Regions from separate parts of the Triticum aestivum genome. Here region 2 is linked to region 1. The links are chromatin contacts, called in public Hi-C maps. All regions are on one chromosome and are shown on one strand. Each heading gives the region's core, a stretch centred on a gene start, on an enhancer-like site or on the middle of the called end of the contact. The rest is flanking DNA. Distances are from core to core; before and after follow the strand shown.

Region 1 (4,616 bases), core at 1,445-3,944:
GTGGACAGATGCTTTTTAAGCAAAAAAAGCATATTGCCGACGCGCCGACTTGCAAACCATATGGATTAAGCAATATATTATTTGTCAGGCAGCGCAAACAGATATATGGACACTAGAACACGACTTCAAATGATTGAAAGATAACAATTCAATAGCGGACCTGGTCATGATATAATTTCTTGGAAAATGTGCATCTTCGAGGTTATTAGAACGTTCAAATGAGTTAAATCGGGCATGGAATGAACATGCAAAGCAGCGGCTGACAATCAGCTGGTACTCCCAAGTGCACAATCTTCTGTTTTTGCAGTATATACACTCAAACATGACTTCCCATGATAGAAAGATAGCAATTCAATAGCTAACCTGAGGTATAATTTCTGAGAAATGTGAATCTTTGAGGCTAGGCTACTGTAATGTTCAAATGATTTGAAGTGAGCAGTGAATGATCACGCAAGAAGTGACTGAAAATCATCTGGTATTTCCAAGGGTGCAACCTTCTGTTATTTGATTGTGTGGCAGCCATACTTGAGCTAAGGGTACAGGAAAAAGAACTACAAAATTTTATGATTATGTAGCAGTCGAAACTCATAAGGCCCTCAGAATAGACATTTTCTTCTAATCAATGGAATTGCTTCTTCATAGTAAAACAAGGAGAGTAAGTTCAAAGCACAAACTAACTAATCATCAAAAAGTAAGGAAGATGGCAAACTAATCATCAAAAAGTGGGTGTTACATATCAGCAACTCAATTCTCAAATCCAGGATCCACCTAGAGTAATAAGTTGGTAAATAGAACTATCTCTTACTCCCACTGTTCCTTAATAAATGTGACTTAGATATCGACAGTTTCAATACACACATTTAGCCATACATTTCCAGACAACAAGTCCAAATACTTATGTCTATATTGGTCAGCGTTTTCAAAACTCTGATTGTGCGCATTCTAAAAGGGCATATACTTAAGAATGGAGGGAGTAAGTTGTATCATACGCAAAATTATGTGTCTTATGAGTTTATGTTTCCACTATAGACAGCACAATAGCTACCTGATGTTCAATTTTGAAATTTTGAACAATGCTAAACTTGCGAAGCAGGTCATCTAATATCGATGTAGTTAGAAGAGCATTAAGGTCTCAACTATTGCCACTCAGAGCTTATGGTATCAATACTAACAAAGCCTAATGGATCATGTATGAACTAGAACCTTGACAACCAGCAAGTTGCTAAATTCAAGTGAACATACTTATTTGTCACCCGCTTTGGTTAACAGAAGACCTAACCTCCGCAAAAAAAAGTGATCTAAGGTAACAGAATAATGTCAAGTACATAGATAGATAGATAGATAGATAGATAGATAGAATCAAGTACATAGATAAAGTGATCTAAAGTGATCTAAGCCAAGTACATAGATAGATAGAACCTACAAGTTTGAAGAAAGTATTATCTATCCATGATTCTCCAGAACAATGTCACCAACATTTGCATGATTACTCAAGAGTGCTCTAGTACACCCAGACTGTTAGAACATCTCAATGAGTGCAGTTTCCATGTGAGACAGAAATGATCCAGTAGCCCAGTCAGGCAATTGCATAACAAAAACGAATTAAGGCTGATGAATTCAACAAAATCAAAATAGCCCAACGAAAAGCGCACACTATCGCAAGGCGGCATACTTTGAATGTTCAAGCATGCATACCGGCCTTCTCACCACTCACGAAACAAACATTAAACAGGATGGGAGATCCAGACAGCAACACGAAACACACTATGTTAACAGAACGCCAGCGGCTGGGGAAACACAGAGCCCAACTCATCAAAACTTGAAACAAAATCCCACTAAAAGCTTCTCCAACCAGCGGACCAAAGTAATGTACTAGCATCTCAGCCCAATAAAACCCTCTCGTAGAAGTATTCTAACAATGTTTTCGGTAATATTCACAATGGATAACTGGTGGAGAAAAGGCGATTCAGTACAGCTTCGCAAAATCAACTAAATGGTAAGCCATATGAACTGCTCCGTCCTTCACCCAGCAGCACCCAAAATCTGGCATACTAATAACTTATACAATACAGTACCAAACTATGCAGCCCAAACTAAACATCACCTAGCTAGAGCCTAACCTACGGCCAAAGAACATCGAATTCTCCACGGATCCCCGCATTCGAATCCGCCTGCGCTATCAATCGAATCCCTAGGCAGGCGGAGACGACCGCGGGCACGGCAACATGGACGGCAGGAACAACAGGCGTGTACGTAGATCTGGCTGGAGGGGAGGGGAGGTGACGCACCGGATTCGGTTCTCAGGAGGAGGAGGGCGGGGCGGGGCCGGCGTGGCGGGCGAGGAGGTCGTCGTAGGGGTCGCGGCGGCCGGCGGCCTGGCTGATCTGGGGGTCCCAGGAGAGCTGGGAGTTGAAGCGGTCGAAGGTCCAGAAGCCGTAGGGGCGGAGCGGGAGCGCCCAGGCCGCCTTGGTGCGCTCGCACCGCTCCTTCATCCGGTAGACGTGCGCCCGCTGCGCCTCGTCGCGCTGCTCCGGGTCCTCCATCAGCCGCAGGATCAGGTTCTCCGCGAACTCCATGATGAATCCCATGGCGGCCGAGGCTCCTCTCGCTCGCTCTCTCTCTCTCTCTCTCTCTCTTTCTCTCGCGAGGGGGGTCGATCTGAGGAAATGTCTTCTTCCTCCGGCCCGGTCGGCGTCTCGTGGTTAGGGATGGTGGGTGGGTGGATGGCCGGCGGCGATGTCAACGTGGATTTGCAGATGATGACCGGCCCGGCCCAACAATTTTGGGCCGGACGGTGATATACCGAGCGGTCGGAAGCTAGCCTAGTCCGCTCATTTTCAGTTCTGTTTAACTGAAGAAAAAGTCCTCCTCAAAAAAAACCGAAGAAAAAATACCCCTAAAAAACCGAAGAAAAAGTACCCCTAAAAAACTGAATAATAAGTTTTTTTTCTCTGGAGACTGAAAAAAGTTTATGCTTGAAACGAAGAAAAAGTGAGAATCGTTTTTTGTGTGTGTGTTCTAGAAAAAAATGTACTAATCTGAGTGTTGGACGAGTTTAGGGTGCAAAATGTTTTTACAAGGGAAAATTTAGGGTTCAAAAATGTAGCATGTGCACGTCTTATATTGTGGTACGGAGGGAGTAGTTCTTAACACTGCCCTAGAAATTCAAGATGGTAGGATTAGATCCAAAAATGTAACATTGGTGGTCACAGGCTCACAGCTGTGGGGAAAAGTTGGCTAGAAAACAAGTCTGAAAAGTGGGGTAAGATGTTAAAAAAGTGTGGCGCATCACAACTCTGACTACAACCAAACACTCGCCCAACTTGTATGTCTAACATTTGGCAAAGTGTGGCTGCAAATCAAACATGTCTTAGTGCTACATTAGCTTGTACTATAAGGTTAGTTTGTACACCAGGAAAGACCTCAGGCCTACTTCTGCTACAACTGCAGTACATCATATTTCTGCTGGAAGGAAGAAGCCTTCAATCTAATCTCATGACCATCCGCGGAGCTCACATGGGTGTAGATAAGCATGTACATTCAAGCTGCACCGGCATTGCCTTGACCGCCATCCGGAGCACTTTCCATTGTCCTAGATGAGCTGCTGCGTGAGAGTTGGGATGCCACGGCGCTGGGTTTCTGTGCCTCGGTGGCAATCAGCGATGCGCTGCCCTCTGCTTCTTGGTGGAGAGGAACAGTGGCCGCAACTGGAGCAGAGGCATTTGCTTCTTGAGCTTCACTGGACACGGTTTGCGCACTCTTTTCTTTAGATGTAACTGTGAACAACAAACAACACATATCAAGGTAAAGAAGAGGGAAGGTAGCTATCCTATCGTCCAGATGTCAGGAGTTGCGTGGAATACCATGAGAAGAAACAGAGCTGTGCGGTGCTGGAGGCGTGACTTGTGACGAAGCTGCCGCCGTTAGGGTTCCTCTTTTATTTCTTGCCTGCAGAAGGAATGAAATGATGTGAAGGATGAAACGCTGCACAGCAAGTACTCCCGTGATAAGCAGTGCGGGACGTACCTTCATCTCATCGCAGTACTTCACGACGGCGGATATGTTGCAATATCGACCGTGAACTAATGTATATACCCACAGAAGGAGCTTCCTTGGGATGCTTAGGTCAAGGGTATCAACTATACCGGGGGCTTGCTGTAATAACCCTTCAACAGATGCCTGGGATGGGGTTACTGTGTAGAGATTAATACCTGAGGGAAATGTTCCACAAGAACTGTCCCGATAAAAGTTGGAAGTGCTCTTCATTACAGTAACTGCAGTCTCCATGTTATCTTCGGATGTCTGTCTGATCGGAATGTTTTTAATTCTAGCGAGTGTCTCAAACCAATTCATGTCAAGACCTTTGAATTGAGTAGGCCCATCAGGGGATGAGATAAGGAGCTCATCAGGTTGCAGATCAACGTACAATAGAAGGCCATTGGATAATGGAACAGGCTGATTGTCTGTGTCCATAGATTCAGGCAGCGGGGTGATTGAGGCCAATTTGATGAGTATACACCGGCACCATGACAGAGAAGCATGCTTACAGATCTTCGCAAAGTTGCTATTTGTCAATTTAGGTGTCTTGAAACGCTTTCTTATCTTCTCGTTTAGTG
Region 2 (4,375 bases), core at 794-3,293, 280 kb before region 1:
TCAATTCATTTAGGTGTTAGGGGGCAACTATTAACAGAGGCAATTTGAAATGGAAAATGAATTATGCTCCATGTATTGTAAGAGATTTAACACAAAAGGGCCATTAGCTTGGAAGGACCAAATGCTGAAATGGGCAGAGTAATAACAAAGCTAAACCAGTTGTATGTAACAGAACATATTACTACTATGATTAAAAGGCACAAACAAAATAATGTGGTAGTCTTCCGTAGATTCACGATTACTCAAATAATTGCAGTGCTGTCAAGGTGCAAACAACTTTACATCAAGCAGTAGCACGACGACAAAAAATATGTCGGATCATGAGAAATAAAGTTCTAATGCCAAACTTCTATTTTTAGAATGCGACATAGAACAAAAAACGGTACGTTTGTCCCCTTTGCAACCTTAAATGGAAAGCGCTAAACTACTGAACTGCTAGTTATATATGTCAGGGGAAAGGGAAGTCCGGTCCGTGAGAACAGACAGCTTTTGCATGAACTATTGTCAACGGCACTTCCTTCCTGCCCGGCATGAGCTTAGCATTAATTTTATCCAGCAGAGCGTTAAGCCACCTTCCACGGGCTGTAACTAAACATTATGGCACAATGAGCTCTATGCTATGCAAAGTTCCATTGGTTGCAAAAGTTGGTGTTACCTTATCAACAAACATATAACTGTTTGCAAAGAAGATGCTCATGCTGCACAACTGAAAACAACACATGTTTCGATAGAACGCGGAGAATCGAAAATGCGCGTACCGCCATTTTGACCTTGCCCTCCCGCTTGATTCTTGCTGCGTGGCGGTGGCCGCGCACGCTCCCTCTCTCTCCGCAGCCTGGCGAGCATTCCCTCCAGGCCTGCTCCAGACCCTGCCTCCCTGCAATCGATTACGGAGCAAGAAGCAAAATCAATAAGGAACCAACATATCAATCAAAATAACTCAAAAGAGATTTAGCAGGCACCCACTCTGTCTCCTCCGTCTCCGGCTGCCTCCCAGACCGCGTCGGTTCCTGCTGCTCCCTGCAACACTCGGAATTCAGCAAGTCGTCGCAGAGCAATCAACAGAGGGGTACATTACACATCACAGAGCGGCTCGGTTACCCACCTTACGGAATCCGCCGCCGAGTTTGGCGGTCGGCCAGAAGGACCCGCCTCGGGCGGGTAGTCAGGGTGCACGCCGGGGCCGGCCGACGACGCGGCCGGCCGCCGCGCGTCGTCGTCGGAGGACCAGGACCATCCGAGGGAGAGCCAGCCTCCGCTGGACTCGACGGCGGCGGCGAGGTCGGCGCGCCCCGCGGCGAGGAGCTCGGCGCGGGTGGGGAACGCGCCGGGCTTGTCGGAGCGGCGCATGAAGTCGTAGATCGCTTCCTCGACCTCCTCCTGGCCCCGAGGGTCGCGCTGCGGCGGCGCGGGCGCATTGGACGGGCGCGGGCGCGGGTCCGGGGCCGGGGCCGGGGCGGGCTGGCGGCGGTAGGGCTGCCGCGGCGGGGGCCTGTAGGCGGCGCAGACGCAGACGCGGCCGCGGCAGGGCTGCGGCCCGTAGGCGGGCGCCGCGAAGACGCGGTGGCGGCGAGGGGCGGGGGCGGGGGCGGGAGGCAGGGGTAGGGTTAGGGCTGGGAGGGACAGCGAGAGGAGGAAGGGGGGCATCGCCGTCGCATTTCTCTGCCGCTCCCCGAGCGGCGAGGGCGGGAGCTTTCCCGGAACCGGAGAGCGGAGGAGGGAGGGGGAAAACGAAAAAAAATAGAGCGACGCCAGCGCCGTCCACCACCACTAGTAGAGTAGAGCCAGCTCGTCACGTCCCTGTCGCGGCGAGCTCTCCGTGACCCGTTGCCGTGCCTGCGCCTGGCCCTCGGCGTATGGGTGTAGTATGTCGGCCTGGTCGACTGCCACGCTTACCCTGCGCTGCCGCTGCCGCCGCCGGTCGCCGTCGCCGCGCTCCGCTGCCCACAGATCATCGACGTCCGGGCCACGGAAGGGCGGACTTTAATAAGCTTTGCTTTTTGATTGATCGACGGATGGATGGATGGAAGCACGGCGTGACGAAAGATGGAAACGTCGAGGCGTGTCGTGTGAGAACCCTGGTGCGTTTTGCGCTTTTCTGGCCGACGGCTCTGCTTGTGAACTTCCCTCTACCTTTTTGTCTAGTACGGAGTATTTGCTAAACGCAGAGCTAAAAGAAGGGAAATCTTAACTGGCCGACGGCAGCCGGGGACGTTTTCCCAGCGAACTACGTTAGAACCGTTGGATTGTGGCGGCACGGATCTTAGCGCAAGTCGTATGCCGCGTCGGCGTCGACCGGCCATTCGTTCCGAGTGAGAACGACGCGAACGTGGGGCGCTGAAGTGCCCTCTCACCCCACCAGCTCGGTCGATTCCCCGTCCACACTCTCTCGTTCCCTTCCGCACCAGGTGGTTGGCGGTATAAGGCCGGAGGCGCCACCGGCGAGGCGCGGGAAGAGGTGTGCAACGCCGACGCTGTCCCCATCGAGGTCCTCAGTGGGCGGACTTTGTTGGGATCCGTCGAGGTGGTCGGCGGGTGACGATGTCCTGGATTAGGGGGTGCACACCACGTCGGCCCGCCATTCATGGGTCGGGCCGAGGACCTACCAACAACTGAAGAATGTCGTACTCAAGATGGTAATCCCCCGAAGACTTGGCGTGCACTTTAAGGCGTATTCAAATGATTGGCATGTCATCCCTAAGTTGTAGCCGACATACTTGTAAACCCTAATACCCCGGTGCCTATATAAGCCGAGGGGTTCAGTCTGTAGAGGCACGTTCAAGGTTTTAGATATTAGACCTCACACACCACACCACCAATCACAAGAAGCCGTGAAAAGCAAATACATGATCAGGTGAATGCTAACTTAAGTTTATCATTTGACCTTGAAACACATGGTCATGCCTTCACCTCCTTCGTTGTTGGTTGAACTTAGGTGCAACATCGAAGAAGACCAACAACATTTCAGTCCATTCCGAAAACACTGTTTTATGACGAAGAAACAGAGTTGCGAAGAAATAGGTTTGTCTGCTGAAAAAACAATGTTTAGGCGTTGGTGAAACAATGTTTTGCACAAGTTTGGATATCCCAACTTGCGAAAGGTTTCCATAACTCGAGTTTGCTGCTGAAGGAAACATTGTTCGACTCCAGTGAACAATGGTTGGTCGGGAACGGCCGACCACCTCCGACGAGAGATTCCTAGAAGCTACCGCATTAAGTCTCGAAGCCCGTTTAGTCACACTGAAGCTGGTTCTCTTTCATACCTGTCCAGGGGTTTGTCCCTATAATAAATAGGATAACTCTTCCCTTCGTTTGGGACTTTTGCCATTTCTATCAAATACCAAAGACATAGACTCCTAATGAGATTGGACAACTCTTGTTTCCCTTATTCTTGTGATTCCTTGAGAAGTCGCTCCTAATATGTGTTCCATGACTAGATCGTGTTGTGTGGGTTAGAGTTCATGGTTTTCCTTGTGGATTCCACCTATCCCGTGCTCCATGAGTTGAGCGTGGTTGCGTGGGGTAGTATTGCGGGTTGTGGATCGGCGAATGTTCGGATTGCAGGCTATGGTTAGCATCCTCCTCGTCCGGTTATAATCTCTCCTTTTCTGTTTGGCTGCTTGCAGCTAGTTATCCCCATCCATTCATTGATCCTACGTCGTGAAGATCGGACCGCCCTTTGTACGTGCTCTTTTCCGAAGACGGTGTCGCATCATCTAGTATTCGGAGCAAGGTTTACACGGTAGGATATGTATCCTTGTAGCTAGATCTATCCTTTTTAGTTTGGGTTTTCCCGTCCTAGAGTCCAAAGCCAGAAAAAGCCACACAAAACTCCATCCCTTTGTTTTTTTGAGCCGGAACCGTAGAACAATCGTTCTACGGTATTTTCTATATTAATAAATAAAACAATGTACAATTACAAAGGCTAAAAATCCAGGCCTTTGTTTGCTGAGATCTAGTTTTTAATTTCCGCTTTGTGTTTGCACCAAGTTCTATCTGAAGTTGTTGTCGTTTTCTTTGAGTCTTGTTGTTGGATCTATTGTGTTGCAGAAAAAAGAGGAAAAAGGAGAAAAGAGATAGAGAGAAAATGAGCAAAAAAGAAAGAAAAAAGAAAATAAAAAGAAGACAAAGTGTAGAGCAAGTGCGCAATCATATTCAGTTTGGTGAGAAATTTCAGAAGTTATATTCGCAAGTGTTGCAGCTCAAACGTGGTGCAAGGATTTACAATTTTTTCTTTTCATTAGGTTCACATCGATTGGATCTCAGCACTAGCCCTCCTCATTTTTACGCCACCAAGCTCTACCTAAAAACCATCAGCTCCTCTTCCCTTTCATTCGCTCCTCCACTCCTATTTTTCTACACCGCACAGCCGCCA

Evidence for each region. A called contact is a pair of places that touch in the nucleus more often than the background predicts.
Region 2: a Hi-C map of leaf shows a contact between it and region 1, with 7 times the contacts expected there. The contact joins the promoter of LOC123095719 here to the promoter of LOC123095717 in region 1. A contact is called at or near these places in 3 of 5 Hi-C or Micro-C datasets (all in leaf).

The regions. Positions count from the first base shown.
Region 1 is chr4D:11,978,358-11,982,973 of IWGSC CS RefSeq v2.1, reverse strand. LOC123095717 reads right to left here and starts at 2,694. Exons shown (of 2, transcript XM_044517268.1): 1 at 2,289-2,694. The coding sequence starts at 2,588. The coding sequence ends at 2,301. LOC123095716 (calcineurin-binding protein 1) reads right to left here. Exons shown (of 21, transcript XM_044517267.1): 19 at 4,027-4,616; 20 at 3,864-3,948; 21 at 3,248-3,776. The coding sequence ends at 3,541.
Region 2 is chr4D:12,254,865-12,259,239 of IWGSC CS RefSeq v2.1, reverse strand. It overlaps LOC123095719 (protein FLOURY ENDOSPERM 6, chloroplastic), which reads right to left and starts at 2,043. Exons shown (of 10, transcript XM_044517271.1): 1 at 1,106-2,043; 2 at 967-1,020; 3 at 759-877. The coding sequence starts at 1,647.